3 separate regions of the Oryctolagus cuniculus genome follow, and regions 2 and 3 are each linked to region 1. The links are chromatin contacts, called in public Hi-C maps. All regions are on one chromosome and are shown on one strand. The core of a region is the stretch at or near the end of the contact, and the rest is flanking DNA. Distances in the headings are between cores, read along the strand shown.

Region 1 (3,935 bases), core at 861-3,360:
TTCCTGTCTACAGTGTCTGTGTTTTGTAGATAAATGTGAGGATTTTCTCTAAATCCCTCTTCTGTTTGCTAAATCTCACTGTCACTGCTAAATTCAGAGCAGATAGAGCCTGCGCAATGGAATAAAGTCCTCAAAATTGAAATGTGACATTGCTCTCAACATCTCCCATCTCTCTGGATCTCTTTTTGCCTCATTATTCCTGCTAACCAATTCATTTCCAGACTGTGTACTTCAGAAGCAATGGGAAAAATCAGCAGTCTTCCAACCCAATTATTTAAGTGCTGCTTTTGTGATTTCTTGAAGGTAAATATTTTTTTTTTCTCTTTGAAGTCATTGGGGGAATTTTACTTAAATTGTGTACTGTTTTTCTTCTGCCTAGAACTGATATTCACTTTACATTTTTCATTGTTTCGGAACTGGGAGTTATTTATAAATTGCTGAATATGCAGTTCTGTGGGATCTGAAAAAATAGCTCCGGGAGATGGATGCATTCGCATAGATATCTTTATGAGTAGAAACTATTGCAAGGTACTTATGCTAAATCCTCCACTTCTGCAGGGCTTCGGTGGTGTCATTATAGAAGATTCCTTTAAATCCTGTCTATGGCTAAGGGCTACAGAGCGTGGATATGAACTTTGGGATCTTTTCTTTCTTTTGCAGGTGCAGATGTTTTATTTTTAAGACCGCTGTATGTGTGTGTGTGTGTGTGTGTGTGTGTGTGTGCTTGTCAGGACTTTATTTTACAAGACATGCCTCATGTAAAGAGTTCCATTTCAGATGGTATTAAAGCTTTTAAATATGATCTTTAGATCTAAGGTTCCGGAACTCCCTGCACTTACTGCCCAGAGAGACAAAGTTAGAGCAAAGTTTAATTTGCTCTTATGAAAAAGAAGTCCTTGACAACTCTTGCTGACCTTGCATATTCGTACAATCTAAACAAATGCATACTGTATACGGGAAGCAGACACTTTGTAGCAGCTGCTTGTCCAGTGTTTTCTCTCCCGGAGAGGACTTTTTCTGGGCAAAGTTTGGACTTGGGATTTTGTGTTGTAAATGTCTGATTTTATCTGCCCTGTTGCAAAGTCTCTTTAGGTAAATTTGGCTGCCGTTGTCAATGCACCAACTTCTCGTTTTTGATCACTGGCCCTGGTTCAAGTTTCCATTCTCAGCAAAATTATATCCTTTACGACTTGTGTTTTTTCAATTTGCAAGCACTTTTAAGCCGCTGTCACTGGCTCCTCCGAAGCAATTGCCTGAGGGCTCAGTTCATAAACCGTCCCAGCCACTTAGTGCAGCATTCATTCGCTGCTTTCAGTACTTCATCACTCGGATCTTTCTTAGCAGAGGAAGTGGCTTGGGAGTTGAGGATACAGCCTTGTCAGGCACCTGATTCTGCTGTCCTTGAGATGCCAACACACGCTCTGGCCAACTTGCTTTGAAAGAAAGGCAGGCAGTGCATATATCACCTCGGGGGTCAGGCAGCTGGGGGTTTTGTCTGCCTGCTTAGGTGAGCAGCAGCCAGGCTGTGGAGGGTTCTGTCTGCATTCAGTACAAGTTGGGGAAATTGTCTCCAAGTGAACTTTTCATGCCGTGTACGCTAAGCGTTTCAGAAGTGGAGTTGGCAGCTGTACTTACAGCAGGAAGTGGCTCGAGGGAACTGTGTGCTGGTTCAAACATAATTCAAACAGCGTAAGTGTCCTGTCTAGAGACAGACCCCCCAGGAAACCAGATGCTGATTGTACGCCCAGTGGCAAGGTATTTCCAAGTTGGTGAGCCTGGGCAAGGGAGGAGAGGAGCAGGCTGGGGCTCGGGCCACTCTTCCCGGCCAGCTGCAGGAGACACACGGTGGAAATGAGTGGTTTGACTGGGGGGGTGGGGGGAGGGAGGATGGACTCAGATGCCAGCTGTGCAATTTGTTCATTGTTTGAATTGACAAAAAGCAGTTTACTCAGGCTCACAGCATACCTGCCTGGGTGTCCAAATGTAACTAGAAGCTTTCACAAACCCCACCCCCAAGGCAGCACATGCTTTTAAGTCCTTCGTTTTCTATGCACATCAGCCTCATAATACCCACCCTAACCTGCTGTAAAAGACCTGGAACAAACAAAAATGATTACACCTACAGTGAGTATTTTCTTATGACTATTGCCCTCAAATTTTACTGGGCATTTTTGGTGCAGTGTAGACATCTGGGCTCGACTGATATGCCATCTCTCTGAGCTAGAAAGAGAGAACTCTTAAAAAATCTGGATTGGTGACTGATTTTTGAGGAACTATATTGCTTTTTTTTTTCTCTTCTCTTTCTGGTTCTTCCTTTTCCCCCTCTATCACATCTTCTGTTTTTCTCTATCGCCAAGGCTTTTGTATTTGGCAAAATAAAAGGCCAGGGGAATGAGGAGCATATGGGGACACTTATTTCAAACTTTTAACTCTTAAGCAAGTTCGTTATTGTTTTCTTTGGTGGGAACATGATGTGATAAATCCTCTGGTTCTCTGGGGGTGGACTGGACTGTTCCCTGAACCAAAAGGAAATGCACAGGAGGTTCTATCTTGGGCAAGAACTATAAGTACTGATATTTATCTGACAATAGAACTCAGAAAAAGAGGGGGGAAAATCTATCTAGAAAGCTTAAATTTGTAAATGCTAGAGATATAGGAGTATTGCTGGACTTAAATGTGTTCTATCAGAAATAGCTGTTAAAAATAGGGTTTTGCCACCTAATCAAGTTCTGAATTCACTAAGGCTATAAACTGAGACAGCCCCTCCCCCACCCTGGATTGCACAAAAAGTAAAGAACTTGAAGGCATCCACCATTGCAGGTGCTTAGCTCTCAGCATTATCATCAGCTCCTCCAGGAAGGGAGGGGTGGAGAAGCAGGACTGGTGAAATCACATAGGTTCTGGAGCTGGCCCATTGCCAGGGTGTGGGGACACGCTCTGTAAGGTCAGTCACGGCTTTGCTCTTTTGAAAAGAGCCATGAAGTACAGTGGGGTGGGTTGGCTGAGGTTCCCTCTGCAAAGACTGAAGGGGAAACCCCCAACTACTTCTTTTACAACTAAGACAAATGAGCACTGGGTGATGACTTGTTCCTCACAGCCCCAGCAGCTTTGGCTTTGTGGGAGTGGAGGGTTCCATGCTGAGGCTGAGAAAATGAGTTGTCAAAATGGAGTCAATGTCCAGATGAGCTTTTACCTCCTCTTATATTTTATGTCTATTATTTATGATGATTTGCAAATAGAGGGTGCTTTTCATCTTCCACTGTTTTACAAGCATTAACTAAATATTTATACTGTGTTAACAAGAGTCAGGGTTTGGGTTTTTTTCCCAGTTGCTGGGCTGAAGGTCTGGCCACAAAAATGGAAATCTTAATTAAAATGATGGAGCAAACACTGCCACTGATGCAGAGCCATTAAGTTGGGAGTTCATGGAGGACAAGGCGGGTGGCCAGAAAATCAATGACTGAGCCTGTTTCTCCAAAACTGATGGGATTCAATGGACCTGCCCCTCTGGAGAGGTTCAAAACAAGGCTCTTTAATAATTATGGCTTCCAGCCTAAGTCCATGACCCCTGGGATAGGGTCCTTCACCTCACTTCCTGTCTGTGGTTCTTCCTGTGCTGCTGAAAGTAGATGCGAAAGGTGAGAGAAAGGCGAAGTTGCTCACCTTAGGAGCTTCCTGGAAAAAAGCACATCCCTGTGTCACAAGTAGCAATATGGAAAAATTTAATGATCATCTTAGCTCTTTTTGACTGCTTAGAGTGAGGGGGAGACTTGAGCCACAGGAATCTTGACTTTGGCAGGGCTGCCACTTGGCTGGCTGTCATTGGCGAAGTCACGCCAACCAGGGTCCCTTGGTAGATTTTGCTGTAAAATGGATACAGTGACATGCAAGTCCCTCCAAGAGATGAAGTCAGAGTTCCTGTGTTGAAAAAAAAA
Region 2 (3,935 bases), core at 535-3,034, 210 kb after region 1:
TCTGCAAACTCCCACGACAGGATCTTATGGTCATTTCTGCTTTGTTCTACATTATCAGTCCAGAAGTAAAACCCTGCCCTTCAGTACTTCCTATAGAAAAGCCTCCAGTTATGCAAAATAGATTGTGCTGAACATGGGGGAGCAAGGTCACAGAGCAAAGTTCTTACATCTGCATTCAAGTTACCCCTGCTTACCCAATGTCCTTGATGGCATCACTTAGGTTAAGGGTCAATAAAGGAATCCTATCCAGCCCCCAACTTCATACCTTCTTGTAAATTCCCCTCTGTTCTCATTGCCCCTCTCTCCAGAATACCCCAACACTTGAGGTTGTCTTTTCCACCTCCAAGATATTTTCTGAGACAAATACTGTTTCTTCCAAAACAAATCTTGATGAGCTGTCAAATTTAGATGATCGGAATCCATGTCAATTTCTGGAGAAAATTTAGAAATTGATTCTAGTCTTGCCTGTCCTTGTTTTTTGAATACAGAAACAAAAGTTCAGACATCTTAAGTGCCTTGCTTGGTTAGCTCTTTAGAATACTGTTTACACAGACCTCCTGATTCAGAATCACGTGGATGGTTTTGTTTTCGTTCTGTTTTATTGCTGAATCTGGGGCTGCATCTTTGATCTACTGAGCCAGGATCTACCAAATAAGCTCCCCAAGTAATTTTCAGGCCCCCAAAACCACTGCCTTGGATGTATAATTTCATTCCTAGGAAACAAAAACAAAACACAAAGATGTTACAAATTTAACTTAAATCTAAGCTATCGGAATGACAGCCTGGATTCATGTAACACCTGAAAAGACTTTAGACGCCTTTTGACATAAGACAAAATAAATACTGGTGTCACCTTAGTGGAAAGAATAGCAGACTAGGAGTCAAGGCTAATTGTGTGACCTTGAGCAAGTTACTTAACATCTCAGGACTTCACGTTCCTTCGGGAAAACGCCACTTGCTCTACTTAACTCCAAGGACTATTTGAAGGATAAAATGAGATCATGTATGTGAAAACACTTGTGGGAGGAGGGGAAAATAAATAGCTCTCTACAACTGCTAGGTATTATTTCAAAGTCCTGCTTGAGCCTGGAAAATATCAATCTTCTGCATGTTACCAGTGTGCTAGTAAGGCAGCCCGTGGAGTTTTTCAAGAAGCCTGTAGGATCCAAGTTCGGCAGCTCATTGCTAGGGCTGAGTAGCCTGAGAGGGGAATTCTTGATTCAGAGCACCATCTGTTTGTGATTAAGGTTTCAGAGGCTTGTGCCTGAACTAAAGGCAGTGCTACAGCCGGTCACAGCAGCAATCCCAATTGTAAAACAGATTCTGTAGCTAAAGTGAATATGCAAGGTAAACATGAAAGTGTTCTGTAATTACATGACACAAAATGATACTTGCTTAACATGCCTCATAATACACACAGAGAGAGAGAGAGAGAGAGAGGGAGGGAGGGAGGGAGGGAGGCCAAAGGCAAAAGCCAATGTAAGAGATTCTCAAGCAACAGTCACTACCACCAAATACAGAAAGCTCACTTTTGCTCTGTTAATTGCCAAATATATTTGCAGAGTGGGCCTCCCTGGCATCTACCCCTGATGTGGTGTTCTTGACAAATTCAAGTTTGGTTCATTTGGACCCTGGATCCTTGGAAAACAAAGATCCTATTCCAAAACTATGAATTCTGTGTCAAAGATCTGACTATACTTAAAACAAGCAGTTTATTCTAACTCGGAAGATATGATGGGCTGTGAACAAAGAGCCACGATCTGGGCCAGGCCAGAGCAGAGTGCTCCTGGGACTCCCAGGTCAGCCAGGTGAGAAGCTCTGCAAGCTGTTGGTGGCTGGGAGTAGAATGGGACTGAAAGTTTTCATTTGGGTTACTTTGAGAAAGTAAGGACTTTATGTCTGTAGAAGGTAATGTGGGCTTTGTTCAAGCTGAACTTAGAGTGAAAGCCTAGTGCAGAATCTCTAAAAAAAATTCAAAAAGGGCCAGACGAGAAGTTTAAGAATTTATTGAACAAGCTGCAAGTTTTAGCCAAGTAAAAAACATGATTCCTGCACTGAGAAATCCTGGTTTTTATGGGGAACTTGAACGGCCTGTCTGGTTTAAATCTCTTCTTTCTAGAAGCACTTGAAGCAAAAGCAAGGACAGTTGTGTCTCTACCCAAAACAAGTGACCAAAAAGAGAAGAGGGGCCAGTGTTGTGGCATAGTGGTTTAAGCTGCAGCCTGCAATGCCAGCATCTTGCATGGGCACCGATTCCAGTCCCGGCTTCCTCCACTTCTAATCCAGCACCCTGCTGATGAGCCCTCTTCCACTGCTTTCCTAGGTTTAAGTGCTTGGGCCCCTGCCACCCACATGGGAGACCCGGATGAAGCTCTTGGCTTTGGCTTGGCCCTTTCCTGGCTGTAGTAGCCGTTTGGGGAGTGAACCAGCAGATAAGAGATCTGTTTTTTCCTTCTCTTTCTGTAACTCTGCTTTTCAAATCTTTTTAAAAAGAGAAAGTCACTGGCTGACCGATAGAATCTATGACAGTTTTGTCTAAGAAAGATGATCCAGGAATGCAAGGCACTAGGCCTGTAGGGGCCACAGAGACCAAAGGAAGAAGCAGGGAAGATGAACTAGAAGCATTAATGTTCAGTTAGAAAAGGACTAAGAGTCAAAGGGAGCACATAAACAAGTCTAGTGCCTGCTAATACTAACCGATAGAATAAATAAAGGGGAGAGTGATCCAACATGGGAAGCGAGATACACAGCAGACTCATAGAATGGCAGATGTCCTAAACAGCACTCTGGCCTCAGAATCAGCTCTTAAGGCATGAGGATCCGGCTGAAAAGCCCATGAGAGTATTTCAGGCATGGAAAGCCAAGACACTCGGCGGGGGGGGGGACTAAATGAAAGATCTCTGTGAGTGAGATCCCAATCCCAGTGGAAAGAACAGGTCATCAAAGAAGGAGGTACCTTTCTCTGAAGGGAGGAGAGAGCTTCCACTTTGACTATGACCTTGTCTAAATAAGATAAGAGTCGGTGACCTCAAAAAGCTTCCATAGCCTTGGAAACTCACGACTGGAGCATAGGGAGATTACTGATGCCATAAACAGGAGTGTCAATTTGTAAAGTCAACAACAGGAGTCACTGCACTTACTCCTCATGTAGGATCTCTGTCCTTAATGTGCTGTACATTGTGATTTAATGCTATAACTAGTACTCAAACAGTATTTTTCACTTTGTGTTTCTATGTGGGTGCAAACTGTTGAAATCTTTACTTAATGTATACTAAACTGATCTGTATATAAAGAAAATTTAAAATAAATCTTGATAAGAATGGAAGGGGAGAGAGAGCGGGAAAGGGGAGGGTTGCAGGTGGGAGGGAAGTCATGGGGGGGGGGAGCCAATGTAATCCATAAGCTGTACTTTGGAAATCTATATTCATTAAATAAAAGTTAAAAAAAATTACAAAAGTTCAGTTAGAGCTTTACATTCCATGAGAAAATAGATGGAAACCTTGTAAATTAAATCTAACCATAAACCACTCAAGTCCATCTTACAGACATGGTTTCAAGGCATCCAAGAGACTAAAAATACAAAGTTATAGGATGAGGTTAGAAACATCACTTTACAAAGAGTGAAAAGAGCTGGGTTCTAGTTGTTGGTTCCTAGCTGAGGCGAGATTTCGGGTAGGACATTTAGCCTATCTAGGTATCTTCTGAAAGCCTGCAGTGGGAGGATTGGGAGAGTAGGGTGAGGTGGAAAGATCTCCAGGGTCCCTTCCAGCCATAACAGTCTATGTTTCTAGTAAGCATGAAAAATAATTGAAATAGAAACAGCTTTATATCCAAACATTACTGGAGACTACCTCTGGGGAACAGAATCAGGACAGGAATAGACAGAATTGGAAAGAAAACAATTGAACGCATTCAGTGAGGGAGAAGTACAGAGA
Region 3 (3,935 bases), core at 720-3,219, 180 kb before region 1:
AATTAGCAATCATTTTATATAAAGGTCTGTTTAGTTGTATTTTGGCTCTTTTAAATATAAAAGTTTGTGGAAAAAAAAAAACAGAATTAAAAGATAAGCTTAGTTTTGGTGGGAAAAACTGGAACCCGTGCATAATTTCCATGCGCTGTTTGAGGATGCTTCATCTTACCTCTCTGCTGCGGTCCCATTAAAATTTTCTCAACTGTTACAAAGTCAGTGTAAGAAAAAGTATGTAGAACAAAGGGGAGACAGAATATGAACTCACAGCCAGACCGAACTCATTCAAAGAAAACAATCTCACAGAGGCTAACCACTGCCAGCATGCGCTCAGACCAAACACAAGGTAGAGGGCCTAGACCCCAGGCTGGGCTTTTTTATATGTTAGGTGGGCTAGGGGTTGGAGTGGGGCTTGGGGGCAGTAAGTGGAGATGAATTCCAACATACAAGTTCTTCAGGTTTGGCCCACCAGCTTCTGACCCTGGTGGGTGAGAGCAATAGGGCGCGAGACTGAATTGGGATTCAGGGACAAGGGATAAATTCCAATTTTATCTGTCTTTTGGGCAATGAGCTAGAATGGCTGAGGCTTATGTTCTTGTTGCATCAGTCAGTATAAGTGACACTAAAATTGAAAAGAAATCCTGTTATTTCCTCTTTCTCCAAAGAGAGAAGAACCTTGTTTATTTCATTCTTCAATATCTCATCCCCAAAGCCCAGCACATGACTGAGTCCTAATAAATTTTTGTTGATTGAGTGAATGAATGAATGAAAAATTTCTTTCATGTCTATAGTACATAGTCTTTTTGTAAAGACTTGGACACCTGATCTTCTGAACCCTCAAGGAGTTCAGCAGAGTTATAGGAAAAACATCGTCCTTTCAGTTTGCATTAAACAAAGCTCAGCTACAGAGAAATATAGTGATTTGCCTGGCATCACAAAACTTACCAGGGTGGAGCCAGGATTGGGTTCTGCCAACTCTTCATCCAGGGCTTTCTCTCCCACAATATGCTATCTCCTAAATATTACCAAACGTTAATGTAATTGGCAAAACAAGGCACCTCATAGTTTACAAGCCATAATATGCTTAGTGACAGAATGAAGGAGGTAATGGCCAACAGTAGTCCTGAGTCTGGTTCCCTCTCCTGTTTAAACTACTCCCACCACAATTCACCAGATCTGAGAAAGTTCCTCACTCCTTCCAGCACTCAGCCACATCATTTGAACATAGCTCCTGGCTTCATGAATTCCTGTTCGTTTTTTTAAGTTAATCTCCCAGGAATTCATCTTTGTTTCCCAAACCAGATGGCATAGGCCTTACCTAGCTCAGCACTACCACCAAGTTTAAATATGACATTTAAATGTAAGAAAAGACCAACAGCATCTATCTAACTATGCAAATTTCTACTCACCAATATTCTTTCCCTGAAGCCTCCAGGGGCTGAAGGAATTGAGTGATTTGGGGCAGTCACCATCTTATTATTTTTGTTATCTGTTAAAAAAGTTTCCAAAGTATGGTTTCTGAGCTAACACAATTAACAATACCAGAGAACTTATTAGAAAGGAAAAGTCTGAAGTCAGTCTCAGACCTACGAGAATGAGAGGCTCTTGAAGTATGGCCTGGGGATCACTGTAGAAAAGCTCTGCAGGTGATTCTGGTGTGTGCCAAAGTTCAAGGACTTCTGTCATATTCTAGCCTGTTTCTTACCTGAGCGAGGGAGTCACTTTACTCACTCAATTATTTTCTTTTCACACAAGACTGTTAACACATTCTTGTTAATGACAATATTCATTTACTTCTGTGAAGGCTAAACTAGCTGATTTTCTGAGCTTTCTTTCAAATCTAGAAGCTCTGATTCTTTAGGGAAGCCATAACTAAGCAGATGGCCTTAAGAAAGGCCACAGAGGGAACTTCTTCCTGGTGCGCTTCCTTTTGCTGCAGGCCTTGTGGTTGGAGTGAAGTGAGGACACCGGCCAGTTGCCAGCTCTTGCTTACAGCCCCAGGAGACCTTTGATGTTCTCCCCTTGCTGTCTGGGGTCCCTGTTTTCAAGAATTTATCAGAATGACCCAGACTTAGCAAACTTGTTCTATGTACCTTGGACAAAATAACTGCTGAGTCAAGCCTGTGAGGAGTCTTGGATCGTCAGCCTAAAAACCTGTTTATAGTTGACTTCCTCTGGCAAACCGCTGTTGGATGCAAAAAATAGCATCATCCGTTTGGCACATACTGGGTCATTCTCAGCATTTGTATTAGGTGGGTAGTCAATGTAATAGCAGATTTCAAACATAAAAAGCAAATATGCAGTTCCTGACCCCTGCCTTGCTATATCCCTTATTTCCCTATCTTATTTCCCAAACTTCCACCCCTAAAAAGATGACTTGAAGACTCCAAATGAAGATGAATAGCCAATATTTTGGAAATTCTGAAACTGTTGAGAAAGAAAGAAATCAACCCCTGTTCAGGTGCCAGGTTTGATGTATTTTCCCTGTTGAAGCATCTACATGTATTGCTCATCGGTATATCTTGCCAAGCACAAAAATTATATCACTCCTGATGTTTATCTCTTTACTTTTCCCCTTCATCTAGGTTGTTTAAGTTATAAGAGCATAAGAAATGGATGGAAGAGCAGTTGAGGAGGATAAGATGAAAATGTTATTCCCCATTAAAGACAACAGGCAAAGGTTTGGAATTGAAGTCATGAGACGTGGGCTCCAGCCAGGGCTTTGCCACTGGTGATGCTGGGAGACTGAAGCAAGTTATTTCCCTGCTGTGGGTCACTGCAAAATAAGGATCTTGAGCAAAACAGATCTCCAGGCTGTTTTCTAGCTCTCTGATACTCTGACCAAGCAGATAGGGAATTGTGATGTCCTGTTTGGGGGTTTTAGTGTCCTTCATTGAAAATCCAAGTTTGAGGACAGAAGGTAGAGTTGATTAATGTTTCAACTATCTGGAATAAGGAAAAGTGCACCATGATCAACAAACAAGTTTGCATGAGTATGGTAGGAGGAAATGGGAGCACAAGTTAGCCACATTCCCAGACTCTTGTTCATTTCTTTCATAACTCATTCACAACTAGCATTCATTTTATGTATAGGTCTGTTTGGTTGTATTTTGGCTCCTTTAAGTATAAATACCATCATATCATAGAGTCCAGTGACTGTTAAAGAGCCTGTTACCTGATTGGTGCTTGACAATAGTTTTTGAATAAATGTGGGATCTAACGGCATGTTTACAGCAATAATGCAGCAATAGGCGAGAACTGCACTAGCAGCAGGCACACTTAGAGAGAATTGCCTTGTTTCATTTGTCTTCTCAAGGCCCCTGTTAACTCATTCTTATTTTCTCTAAGGTTGACATCAGGCTTTAACTTGATGGGAGAGAAAGTAATGATGGTGGGAGGAATAATTAACCTGGAATTCAATTAACTCCTCTTTTGGATATTGCTTCTTTTAAAATTTCTTTTCACCGAGAGTTTGAACAGGAGGCAATTAACTTGAGAAAAGAGATTTGGAAGGGAGTCTGGCTATTCCTTACAGCTCTTATTTTCCAACCTCCAGGTGAATTTTCCTTGAATCTTAAAGACCTCACTCTGTTCCCCTTACTCTCCATTTATGTTGGAGAGTGCAGATTATTATAGTTGGGTATTAGGCTTTACGGAAGGCTGGGAGAGAGAAAGGCTTTCTTGGTAAGCTTGGCTCTGTGGCTTGGCAGTTGCACAATAGAATGACTTTATCCACAAACCAGATGTTCAAGTTGTTTTAATAATATCTTATGATTCCTCTTCTAAATAAAACAAAAACTCACTCTGTCAGAATGTTCTCCAGGATTAAAAGTTAGATCTCTGCGATCTGGTTTTACCCACCAGAGGGTAGCACCAAGATGAATTTGGAATTAATCCCTGGCAAAACTCAGACTTGATTTGGGAGGATTTGGATTTTG

Evidence for each region. A called contact is a pair of places that touch in the nucleus more often than the background predicts.
Region 2: a contact with region 1 is called in a Hi-C map of psoas muscle, with 2.6 times the contacts expected there. The contact joins the enhancer-like site here to the promoter of IGF1 in region 1. A contact is called at or near these places in 2 of 6 Hi-C or Micro-C datasets (psoas muscle and an unstated tissue).
Region 3: a contact with region 1 is called in a Hi-C map of embryonic fibroblasts, with 2.2 times the contacts expected there. The contact joins the enhancer-like site here to the promoter of IGF1 in region 1. A contact is called at or near these places in 3 of 6 Hi-C or Micro-C datasets (ear pinna, embryonic fibroblasts and an unstated tissue).

What each region holds. Positions count from the first base shown.
Region 1 is chr11:105,415,707-105,419,641 of mOryCun1.1, reverse strand. It overlaps IGF1 (insulin like growth factor 1), which reads left to right and starts at 2,110. Exons shown (of 5, transcript NM_001082026.1): 1 at 2,110-2,124. The coding sequence starts at 2,110.
Region 2 is chr11:105,206,345-105,210,279 of mOryCun1.1, reverse strand. No RefSeq gene overlaps it. Among named protein-coding and RNA genes, the nearest start is that of PMCH, 44 kb to the right of the region's middle. Within about 2 kb of position 1,784, at least 1 of the 8 cell types and tissues checked has an H3K27ac peak or open chromatin away from gene starts, as enhancers often do.
Region 3 is chr11:105,594,380-105,598,314 of mOryCun1.1, reverse strand. No RefSeq gene overlaps it. Among named protein-coding and RNA genes, the nearest start is that of IGF1, 180 kb to the right of the region's middle. Within about 2 kb of position 1,969, at least 1 of the 8 cell types and tissues checked has an H3K27ac peak or open chromatin away from gene starts, as enhancers often do. A contact at or near this core is called in ear pinna, where this site is marked.